2 separate regions of the Zea mays genome follow, and region 1 is linked to region 2. A link is a contact called in public Hi-C data. All regions are on one chromosome and are shown on one strand. The core of a region is the stretch at or near the end of the contact, and the rest is flanking DNA. Distances in the headings are between cores, read along the strand shown.

Evidence for each region. Hi-C and Micro-C count contacts between places; a contact is called where the count stands out from the background.
Region 1: a contact with region 2 is called in a Hi-C map of tassel, with 4 times the contacts expected there. The contact joins the promoter of LOC100277355 here to the promoter of LOC103634794 in region 2. A contact is called at or near these places in 2 of 25 Hi-C or Micro-C datasets (root tip and tassel).

Annotation. Positions count from the first base shown.
Region 1 is chr8:13,186,518-13,189,217 of Zm-B73-REFERENCE-NAM-5.0, forward strand. It overlaps LOC100277355, which reads left to right and starts at 1,312. Exons shown (of 3, transcript NM_001361288.1): 1 at 1,312-2,700. The coding sequence starts at 1,631.
Region 2 is chr8:12,795,320-12,798,019 of Zm-B73-REFERENCE-NAM-5.0, forward strand. LOC103634794 (DUF1639 family protein) reads left to right here and starts at 1,304. Exons shown (of 2, transcript XM_008657385.4): 1 at 1,304-2,299; 2 at 2,401-2,700. The coding sequence starts at 1,742. The coding sequence ends at 2,469.

The DNA.
Region 1 (2,700 bases), core at 62-2,561, 390 kb after region 2:
CACACTAAGTTACCAGAGTTTGTCTAACTTTTCTATCTAAGGTTAGTTATTCAATTTAGATGTCTAACCTTAGGTAAAGTGTGACACATTTAGCCATAAATCAAACAAGTTTTTAGTTTAGCCTATATAAATTAAATATTGTTTATTGGTCACGGTGTATGATTTTTTGTTGTCTATTTGACATCAGTCGATGGTATACCAGTTAGAAATTAATATGGTGTTTGGTATGAGAAATGAGGTGGTCCATTATCTTTTTGCTTCTCACTTTTTTTGTTTGTGGATTGAAATAAGTTGATCCATCACCACCTTGTTGTTATGTATCATTTTATTTTAGATGGAGTGATTTATCAAATAAACATAAAGTGTCTACAATAAAATATAAGATACTATGTAATGTAAAACTAACATAAATTTATAGTCCATAGTTTTAGTTTATTATGCTCAGCGTCAAGTACAGGAGCTTAATCAAGCGTTAACTACAGGAGCTTAACTAGCGTGGATCCTGCTCCTGCCATACAGACCGCCGGTACTGTTGGCCCGTGGCCGCAGCCGGCGTCCGCCTCACGGTCACGGGCCTGCCAGCGGCGCAGGCGCGGACACGAGTGTCAGAGCCAGAGCGAGGAAAACGACGCGCTAGCGTGTGATGTCACCTGCCCGACTTGTCTTCTCCATTTTTTCCTTTTCTTCGCATCGCCTTCTTTGGGATCCGTCGGCTAGACGCACGCGGACCTCTTCTCAGCTCGACGCGACTACAACTACAGTCTCCTGCCCTTCCCCTTGTCTTGTCCGTAGCATCGTCGTCGATACTACAGTATGCATGTGCGTCCCTGTCTCTGTCTTTGCTAGTACGCATGAAAAACACAGCGCCATCCGCCCATCCGCCATGATTAGCATGACTACAACGTTGCGATAGTCTCGGAGACGCCGACGAGTGTCTGCTGCCCCTGTCGGTGGTCCGACATTGACCTTTTTCTGCCCATTCAGTCATTCACAGATTTTTAAAATTTTTTATTTCGACTTTTGTTGCTTTTCGGGACTATATGTTTTTTTTTGAAGCTTTTGTGCCCATTCCGGATTTTTTTGAAACTGAAAAGCCACAAAATTCTCCGCCAGCTTTGACCATCCACTGCCGGCGGTGCAGAGGAGGCCAAGCAAGCGGCAGCGGTCCAGCGGAGAAGGCTGACATCCGTCTACAACGTCCCTCCTACTCCTACACCTCGTCGGTGAAGCCCGCTGCCGTGCCGTCCCCCGTCCTCCACTTCGCGTCCCGTGCACATTGGGCTTCCTCGCGACGCGTTCTCCACTTCTCCTCCGCGCTACACTCACACTTAAGTCGAAGTCCGACAGAGCCCCACCTGTCATCTGCTACCCCTCCGCGAACAGACCGGGTCGCCACCGACACGCCCACGCTCGACTCTGTTGCTTTGCTTCCCTGCCCTGGACCTTCGTCCTCGCGGCGCGTGCCGAGGTGGAGGAGGAGCCAGCCGCCGTCGCGTGCCATCTACACCACCACTTTTCAGCTCCCGGATCGAAGCACGGGTCGGTTAAAGGACGGAGCCCCGAGCGAGCTTGCGCGGCCTGGGCCTGGCACGGAGACGGGAGGCCGACTTGGCACGGAGACGGAGACGGTATGAGCAGCAGCAGCAGCCTCGCCATAGTGGAGAAGAAGCCGCCGCCGTTCCCCGGCGGCGGCGGCGGCGGCGTGCTCTTCCACCTCCTCGACTGGCACCGCCGCCTCGCCCGCAAGCGCAGGCTCTTCTCCCCGCGCCGCCTGCTCCCCTCGTCCCTCCGCTCCTCCTCCTCCCCACGCAGGCCCCCGTGCCCGCCACCTCCCGCTTCCCCGCCGCCGCCGCCGCCACCGCCGCGCCCGTCCGATGCCGCCGCCCCGGGCCTCGTCGCGCGCCTCATGGGCCTGGAGTCCTGGCCCGCGCCGCCGAGGCCGCAGAAGCAGAGGAAGGTGGAGGCGTCGCGCGCGGACGGCGCCGACTCGGCGGTCGTGCTGGTGCTGCCTAAGACCCGCAGCCGTCGCCCTCCCGCGCCCGCGCCCGCGCCGGCGGCGAGGAGCCACCACGGGGCCGACCTGCCGGCGCGGAGCCCGAGGCGGACCCGGCTCGTGCACGCGGCCGCGGCGAAGCTGCTGGACCCGGGCGCGCGCGCCGGCTCACGGGCAAGCGCCAGGCTGGCCCTCGCCTACGCTTGCTCTTCCCCGCAGCACCGCAGGGATGGCCACGCCAGCGCCTTGCTTCAAGGCTCGAGAATGGCCGACGACTTCCTATCTCGCTCCGACAGCTTGCTCTTGGAGGAGCGTTCCGCACGGGTACATGTACAGGTACAGCCTCCTGGTCTTCCTGCGGAGACAGACACCGCTGCTGTCCCGCGTAGGCACGGCCATTTTTCCGGTAACAGCAACGCCGATGCAGCGACCAGTACCAGTACGATAGTGTTGCCAAGAATGGATTTTGGGGATGGGAACAGGAGCAAACGGGGCTCTGATATGGATGCCAAGCACAATGAGAGTGGAGTAAGAGATGAGGTAGTGCGCACTTGTGCCAGGGTTAGATCGAGCGGTGCTGCCGTTCAAACTGGAGACGAGAGGTCGTTGCGCAAACGAGCAACACCTACTCGGCCGGAGGTTTCTGGTTCTGGGATTACAGAGCCTGGGGGCTTGGCTGGATCGACGCGCCTGGTTGGACGCGCTCG
Region 2 (2,700 bases), core at 54-2,553:
AAATGCCTTATAATTTAAAAATAAGTAAATTTTATAGAATTTAGGGCACTAACAAAACACTCTGCTCCAACAGTAAAGCCCCAAATCTAGATTATAGGGCAGCCCACTACGGTGTAGTATATTTGAGGCACTTGAGAGGGTGCCCTATAGTTTTTTGACAAAATTTATTGAATTGAGGCACTGTTGGAATGGTTTTTCCTGTGTAGAGCCCTATATTTCAATTTGAGGCACTAGTTTAAGGTATTGTTGGAGATGCTCTAATACTACTATGACTAGTACATACTCTCTCCGTTTTTTTAGTTGTCGCTGGATAGTTCAATTTTGCACTATCCAGTGACAACTAAAATGAAACGGAGAGAGAGTATACGTTATCAGCACTTTGTCCGTGTCATCTATCTTTTTTTTTTGTTTTTACGATTGGGATGCGCTATGCTAGGCTTTGTGCACGGTAAGTGGATGATATGAGTTCATGCTCTGCTAAACTTGACGCGTCTCGTGATGGTGCAAAATAATAATAATAATAATAACTTCGTGTTTGTGAGTTGTGACCAAGGTAAAGAGTAACAAAGTCATGTACCTAGGGCGTAGCTAGGATTTTTGTACGGAGAGGGTCATAAACAGTACTTATAAAAGATTATATGTAGCATATGAGTGTTTGATTTCAGTTTCGATTTAACTTAATAGACTACATGCATTTTTTTTATCAAACGAACAAACAAAGAAATAACCAATATTTATTGAATATTTATATACTTAGTCTCTGTTTGTTTCGGATTATAATCTCTCTAGATTATATAATCCAGCGCAAATAATCTAATAGGTAAACAAACACATAGATTATAAGTTCAGATTATATAATCTAAAGCCTAGATTATGATAATCTTATAATCTCCTCAAGAGTAGCTTATTTGAGATTATTTTGGCAAAAGACCCACTACCCATGGTTATGTAAATAGAAATTACAATATATGTCATTCTTCTTTCCTCACATCAAATAAACAAACAAGGGTATTGCTGTCTTTATGAATAATCTACATTTGTATAATCTAGACTACCAAACAACTATATGTAGATTATAATATGTCTAGATTATAATCTAGATTATATAATTTAGATTATAATCCAGATTATATAATCTATAAACTGAAACAAACAGCTCCTTAACTACTTTATTATTAGTAGTAATTAGCATATATTTATGCGTTTGATAAACATAGACTTCGAAAAAGAATAATCGTCACATACTCACATGTAAGAAAGCCAGAGCATCATAGTGCTATTCGAATTCTGCTTGTCATATTCAACATGTATAATGTATATAATCCAACTTGCTCACCATCTTGTCTTGTATCTAATGACAACTTAATGCATGCCACCAGAACCCAGTATCCCTTGCTGAATGGAACTCACCGAGTCTCAGTGAGTCACCGTAGCACGCTGCACGCATGGTCCATCGCAGATGGGGAGAAAAAAACGACAACACTGAAATACCCGTCAAGCCCTCAACGCACAAGCCCTCTCAATATTTATTCATCAGCAACGCCCACTATTCCATCTATTTTTCCTTTCCCCCCACGGCCCACACTTGCATCGCCGAGAGCCGAGGACGCACCTCCCTCTCGTCTCGTCGCCTCGCCTCCTCCCTTCCCTTCAGCACGTCCCACGCGCTCCTCCCTACGCCGCCGCCAAGGGTTGCTCCCGCACCACATCCGAGCGCGTCGCAGCCACGTCGCCCACGGCCATGGTGATCTCGGCCGAGCCGCCCCCGCCGCCTCCCCCAGATCCCGTCGCCGACGCCGCGGCGGCGGCGGCCACGTCGAACGCCCGCCAGGCGGCGGCCGCGTTCTCCTCGTTCCCGTCGCTCAAGACGTGGGGGAGCCACCGGGCCCTGCGCTGCGCCCACGTCAACCGCGCCGGCGACGCCACCGCCACCGCCACCGCCAGGCGCTCCCCCGGGAAGCTCGCCGCCGTTGCCGGAGAGAAGGCGCTGGGGAACCTCCACGAGGTGGAAGCAGGGAGCAGCGACGCGGACCACGTGGCGGCCGCCCCCGCCTTGCCACCGTGGAAGCTGCGCACCCGACGACGGCGCCCCACGCCCACGGTGGCGGCGCCGTCCGCGAGCACGTCGCGAACGCCCGAGCGGAGGCCGTCGCGGGCCTGCGCGGAGGCCCTGGGCCGGGCGCGCTTCTCCGTGGCGCTCACGCGAGAGGAGATCGAGGAGGACGTCTTCGCCGTGACCGGCGCGCGGCCGCGCCGTCGCCCTAGGCGGCGGCCTCGCCCCGTGCAGAAGCAGCTCGATGTGAGTCCCCCCGCTCTCCCTCCGAAGCCCGACGACCTCCTCCGTCCCTTTGCCCTGTTCCAGGGACCCGTATGTGATTTCGTAAAACATTGCGTCCCCAGATCCTATTCCCCGGCTCGTGGCTGTCGGAGATCACCGCCGAGACCTACCGCGTGCCGGACGGCCGGTGAGAGACCGCGTCGCCGGCCCATCAAGGAGCACCGTGGAGCCGTCGTCGTCCCGCCCATGGACGAGGGCGCAGGAACCCGAAAGGCGAATTGGGCAATCACAATCCGGTGCTGCTGTTCATTCTCTCTTTAACTCGTCTTCTGCTGGTCATGTTGCCGTGAGCTAATCAGCTAGTAGTAGTTATCAGTAATTGTTACTATTAATTAATTGATTGAATAGGATGCTAGTAGCAG